2 separate regions of the Gossypium arboreum genome follow, and region 2 is linked to region 1. The links are chromatin contacts, called in public Hi-C maps. All regions are on one chromosome and are shown on one strand. Each heading gives the region's core, a stretch centred on a gene start, on an enhancer-like site or on the middle of the called end of the contact. The rest is flanking DNA. Distances are from core to core; before and after follow the strand shown.

Region 1 (2,798 bases), core at 139-2,638:
TTGTTTGTTTCCCCTTGTTTGTTTATTTTCTTGAGACGTAAACTCGATGTTAACATTTTTGGAATTATTTTCGAAGAAAAATATGTTGGAAAACAAGTCGAAGTTCCCAAACATAATTATACTACCTTGCCTTAGCATGCAAGTACGTATCATCCTGCAAGGAAAAAACCAGAATGCAACACAACTTGCATAGGCTTAATGACTACACACAAGAGAAATCGTGGAACCAAAATAAGGGACTCATGGTTATGTGAGTGCATTAAATATAAATCCCCAAAAGGGGAAGAAGATGAAATTAAGTTGCAATATTGAACAAGAAGATGAAATATTGTCCTTTTAGCAGAAACATTATTTCATTTATCTTCAATCAGTACAAGTTAAAGACACCTAGGCAAATGCATGTTTGCATCTACCTCCACAGGCTACCCAAATTAAATAGATTTTCCTCGACAATGCTTTGGCTGGTAAAATTATACAAAGCTAAGGTAATTCTATAAAAACTAGCATCAAATTCGTATACCATCTACATCAATGACATGTAATGATCATGAAAAAAAACTAACTTGGTAAAGATTCATATCTAACAAGGATGAAAAATCTACAAATATGTGGATCACTAGGGAAATACCAACAATTCAGCAGTGTTTGTTATCGTATTAAAACCAACAATTCATATCTTAGTTCAGAGCTAAGAGGTTTCAAACCAAACATTCTCAAATTCAGTTGATTAACCGAGGCCATTTTGCATAGCTAAGACAAAAAAAATTATATAAAGAAATGCACATCTAGCTCTGGGAAAGGTTGCCACCACTTTGCTGCCATAGATTGATGATATCAGTGGCCTGATTGAGAAGGATAATCATCTTCTTCTGAGAAATCCAAGGCTTACTTTCTAGAGTGGCCTTGAGCTCTTCCCAGGCATCTTTCCTTGGCCAGAAGAAATATGGACTTAGAGGAACAGTGCCGTGGCCCGGTATGACTTGATCAAGGGCAAGCCCGATGTTCTTTTCCATCCATATGAATTTCAAAACCAGTCTTGGCTTTCCAACTTGCTTGACCACCACCTCAGGTTTCTGAGGAATGATGAAGTCGGATGGTGTTTCAGTCTCAGTGACAGCTTCCGTGGCAGCCGAAGCAGTTAGTGTTGGAGTTTTGATTGTTTTCTTCAAAATGGGATTTTTGTTAAGGCAAAAGGGGGTGTTAAAGGATTTCTGATAACGAAAGGAATGACAAGTGAAAGTAGTATGGAGTGTAGATGAAGTAGCCATGGATAACATTTTGTATTGCAGAATGAGAGAGAGAGATGTGACGATGCGAGTCTTAAAAGCTGCTTTGTGGATAAGGGATATGGGGCAATGGTAGGAATAGGAGGACATGGGCTTGGATTGGATCCTATGTTTTAATTATACTCGGTTTGCTCCTTTAACCTCTTAGCTCTATACTTTGATATAATTTCTTCTTCAAATTTCTTTTTAATTTGTTATTAACATATATGTATGTCTTAACCAAATGAGCGCTCTATATTATGTTAAAATACGATACATCTGTTCATGGGTCGATTATTCATCTAAGCCCACAGTTATGTTTAAAATTTAGGAGGATTTAGACAAAAATAATAGGTCTAAAAAATGAGCTTAAATAAAAAAATTAAGTCCGTTTAAAATATGGGTCAGACTTAGGCTTAAACATTCAAAAGCCTAACCTGACTCGGCTCGATCCGTTTTAATTTTATAATATTTATATTATGTTATTTTTATATATTATGAAATTTAGAACTCAATAAAAAAAATAAACCTATACTCTAATGTAAATATTAAAATAATGTTAAGGTGACTATATAAAAATTCAATAAATAAAAAATGTATAAAATTATTAAATATTAAAATAATATAATATAAGTTTTTTAAATTAAAAAATAATATGGACGAGTCTAAAATAAGTTTGGGTTAGTCTTTTACAAATATAGACGGGTTTGAACAAAATTTTAAATTTAAATTTTTGGTCAAACTGAACTTAAACAAATATAAAATATATTAATATTACGCTTAAACTGGAGATAACCTACCAATAAACTCCTCTAAATACAAGTTATGGTGCTCATAAATTTACATTACTTATTATCTTAAATTAACGCCATTTATTTTAATAAAGAAACATATCGGTATGCTTGTTTATGTTTAAACTTTAATTTCAATATAGTGGAACCCAATTTTGATATATGCAGGTGAATTTTATATTATTTAAACTTATACTTATATTTAAATATTTTATTGAGTTAGTGTTATTTTTAATCGTTCACCAATTTAATTATTAAATTATAAAAATATTTTTAAAAAAAGGATATAATTAATATTGTCGAAACTATTTTTTTGGAAAACGGGGTCGACTTTGATTTTGAAAATGAAAACAAACAATGGGAGTCGCCACCAATCCTTTTTTATGAGGTGTGATCGGGTCACCTTAAATTAATCATTTTAATAAAAGTTAAGATTTACTAAAACGATAATTTTTGGTCTACGAGAATCAGAAAATGAGTTCGGGAGTTGGTTACGTACGAGGAAGGATTAGCACCCTCGTGACGCCCAAAAATTGGTACCTAGTTGATTAATTAGTGTCTTAGTGTCGAAACTTTGAAAACTTGAAAGACTTTAAAATACGATCCCTCTTTTTGTAGAAACACTTGAATGTTAAAGATCTTCTCGTCTCGAAATAATAAAATGTCACATCCAGTAAGTTGGGACACAACATCTTGAATTTTCGAGAACGAGCTTGCCTTTTATTTAAAATTTGTGTATTTT
Region 2 (3,040 bases), core at 5-2,504, 650 kb after region 1:
ATCGCTTGAATGGTCTTCCCCATTCCCATCTCATCTGCAAGGATTCCCCCTTTGGTATTTGAGTCTTCCTGTTTCAGAGCCCAGGCCAACCATTCCTTTTGGTACCTCAACAAAGGAATAATTAAGTCGGATGATGCGTCAGAAGTCTCAGTTATTACCGCATTCTGTTGATCAAGATCAACATCTACCGTCAAATTCTCATCAATCCATTTCTCATGCTCTTGTTCCCAAACTTCCCACATTAACGGTTGCCCAGACCTAGCCTTCTTTTTCCTTTTTGTATTGTTTCTCTTCTTCGCGGTTGACACATTAAAGTCAAACTGGCTTTCATTTTGCTCAGATAGTATCTGTTCACCATTGCCTCTGTTTGTTGGAGGCTCGGTAAAATCAGAAATGGTGATAGGAGCAGCTTTCACTGCTTTATGGTTTAAGTCCAGAATCTCCTCTTCCCCTGCAACCATGTACTCATTATATTGATTTAGCCCCCCAAAAAAATACTCATTTTATTGTATACCAAAATTACAAAGCAACGCAAAAACAACCAAAATGGGGACAAAGAACTCTAATATGATTATGGGAGGAAAGTACCTAGATCAGAATCGGAGGAACGGACATAGGTTTCTGAATCGGAGAGATCATCCAACTGGATAAAATTATCGGCTTGGTCAGAACTATCGCTGTGTTCTTCTGTTTCAAAATTAACATAATTCCAAATAATAAAATTAAAATTAAAAAAAAACGTTAGACCCAGAGGAAAGTAACATAAAAAGGAAAACCCTAAAAAATCCAAGTGAGGGAAGTTTAAAGGTCACCCCCCTTTACAGAAGAAAAATAGTAAAGTAGGAAAGGGGCAGATAACCCTAAGAAAGGAAAAAGAAAAGTAGGAGAGCGCAATTGTTTTACCATTGGTAGAGAAGTTGGAGGTCCTTTTACGCGATCGAAGCTGCATTTGGGAAGGAGGATGTAAATGGAGTGAATTTGACGTTTAGTTCCCGATTGAATGAAGACGAATGATCAGTGAGAGAGAAAGAAATAGGTGATTGGGCGGCGGGAATGTGGGGTGTTGTAATTGTTGACTTGACACGCTACCCAAACGGCGGGAAAGTTCTCAGCATAGACTTATACCTAGTCAGCCTGTAGCCTTTTCAGTCTGTCCCAACTTCGATTGTTAAGCAAATGAAAATTTTGCTTTGTTAATATCTGAATTTCTATTCTAATAATGAGATTGATAACTCTCCACATAACTCTCCACCTTGTTTAAGATAAAAATGTATGAAAAAAATTTATTAAAAAAAAAGTACAACTTGTATTTATTTTGCATATAATAGTCAGTTTTTAGTGGTATCAAAAACAGTAATTTCGAGGCTACAAATCTTATCAATGAGTCCGTAATTAGTATTATTTAATTTATCTGAGTCAAATATAATTCTATATTAAAGGTTAGATTTAATATTTTTGTTAATTAAATGAATAGTTAAGTTTAAGTGGTTTACTAAGTCAAATAATTTTGTAAAATAAAATATCGAGTTCTCATTTTTGTAAATCGAGCCTATAATATTTTTATTAAATATTATATTGACATGTTAAGGTTCGGTTCGAAAATCTTAATATTTGGTTAATTAATTAAAAAAATTAAATCGTAAAATATGTAAACATTAATCACTATTAAATTTTATTGATTAAAGGACTTAATTAAAATAAGTGGAAGGAACAATAGCTATAGCTTAATGTATATATAGTGGACAGGTAGTTATGTATTTGAACTAATCTTATATGTTAATTATATGTTAATAATAATGATAAATCTAAAAAAATTATAACAAAACCATTTTTTCAACTTTCTTCTTCACCTTTTAAAACCAAAACACTAATGAAGGACACTCAAGCTTTTGGTCATCTTCGTTGCTTTGCATGAAATGTATTTTTTTATCCGATTTTAGTAATTTTTATATTTTTGATATCGTTATAGCCTAATTTAGCTAACCCAAGGATTATTTTGTAAAATTGTTAAAGACTTTGAAACTTGCCACTAATAAGTTCTAGGTGTTTTTGTGATTAAATGATGAATTTGTGAACTTGGTTGTTGTTTGTGACAATTTTGTAAAGGAATTTTTATTAGTTTTGAGTTTAGGGACTAATATGAAAATAAGTAAAATTTAGCATGTAAATTTAGAAAATTTTCAAGTGTTTGAAAGCTGATTTGGGATGATATTGAATTCGGTTTGGATATATTGGTTTTAATTGTGAAGTTTTTAATAGTTTTGATTTCAAGGACTAAATTAAATAAAGTGTAAAAGTTTAGGAAAAAAATTGTAAAAATGAAATTTATAGGTCATGTGCGTAGAAATGAATTTGATAGTGCATTTGAAATTGATTAACTGAATTTAATCATTATATAGATCAAGAATTGAACTGTACGGAGGATAATCGAGAAAAAGAAAAAATCACAGATTAGTCCCTACAAATCTGCTCAGTAGCTGAATATACTAGGTAAGTTCATAGTATAATATATATATATATGTGTGTGTGTGCGCGTGTGTGTGTTTTAAATATGATTTGATTCAACTGTATTTGAGGTTAGTTTTGATAATAAATTGAAATTATAAAATTGTTATAATTAAGTACAAGTGAGAAAGTGAATATTTGGTAATTGTAACAGTCCATTTTTCAGTGTGTCGGAAATGATGGTTGCTAGGCCACAAATCTGACGAGTGAGTCCATAAATATTATTATTTAATATTTACGAGTCAAATATAGAGTTACGTTGAAATTTGATTTAATGATTTTTGTTAATTGAAAGAATAATTAGGTTCAAATGGTATGCCCCTAAAGTCAAGTGGTTTTAGAAAATGAGGTACCGGGACCTCATTTCTATAAATTGAGCCCATAAATATTTTTTAAAATATTTATGGAGTGTTATTAGGGTCATATTAAAATTTTGGTTAAGAAATTGTAACATTTAAATAGTTAGTTAAGTGAAAAGAACTAAATCGTAAAAGTTGTAAAAATAAGTTACTATTAGATAATGGTGTCAAATGGC

What was found. A called contact is a pair of places that touch in the nucleus more often than the background predicts.
Region 2: a Hi-C map of leaf shows a contact between it and region 1, with 4 times the contacts expected there. The contact joins the promoter of LOC108479448 here to the promoter of LOC108465656 in region 1. A contact is called at or near these places in 2 of 5 Hi-C or Micro-C datasets (both in leaf).

Annotation. Positions count from the first base shown.
Region 1 is chr3:57,670,339-57,673,136 of ASM2569848v2, forward strand. It overlaps LOC108465656 (30S ribosomal protein 3-1, chloroplastic-like), which reads right to left and starts at 1,389. Exons shown (of 1, transcript XM_017766028.2): 1 at 626-1,389. The coding sequence starts at 1,376. The coding sequence ends at 786. LOC108465654 reads left to right here. Exons shown (of 5, transcript XM_017766026.2): 5 at 1-96.
Region 2 is chr3:58,323,288-58,326,327 of ASM2569848v2, forward strand. It overlaps LOC108479448 (DNA repair protein RAD16), which reads right to left and starts at 1,255. Exons shown (of 16, transcript XM_017782052.2): 1 at 904-1,255; 2 at 589-687; 3 at 1-451. The coding sequence starts at 949.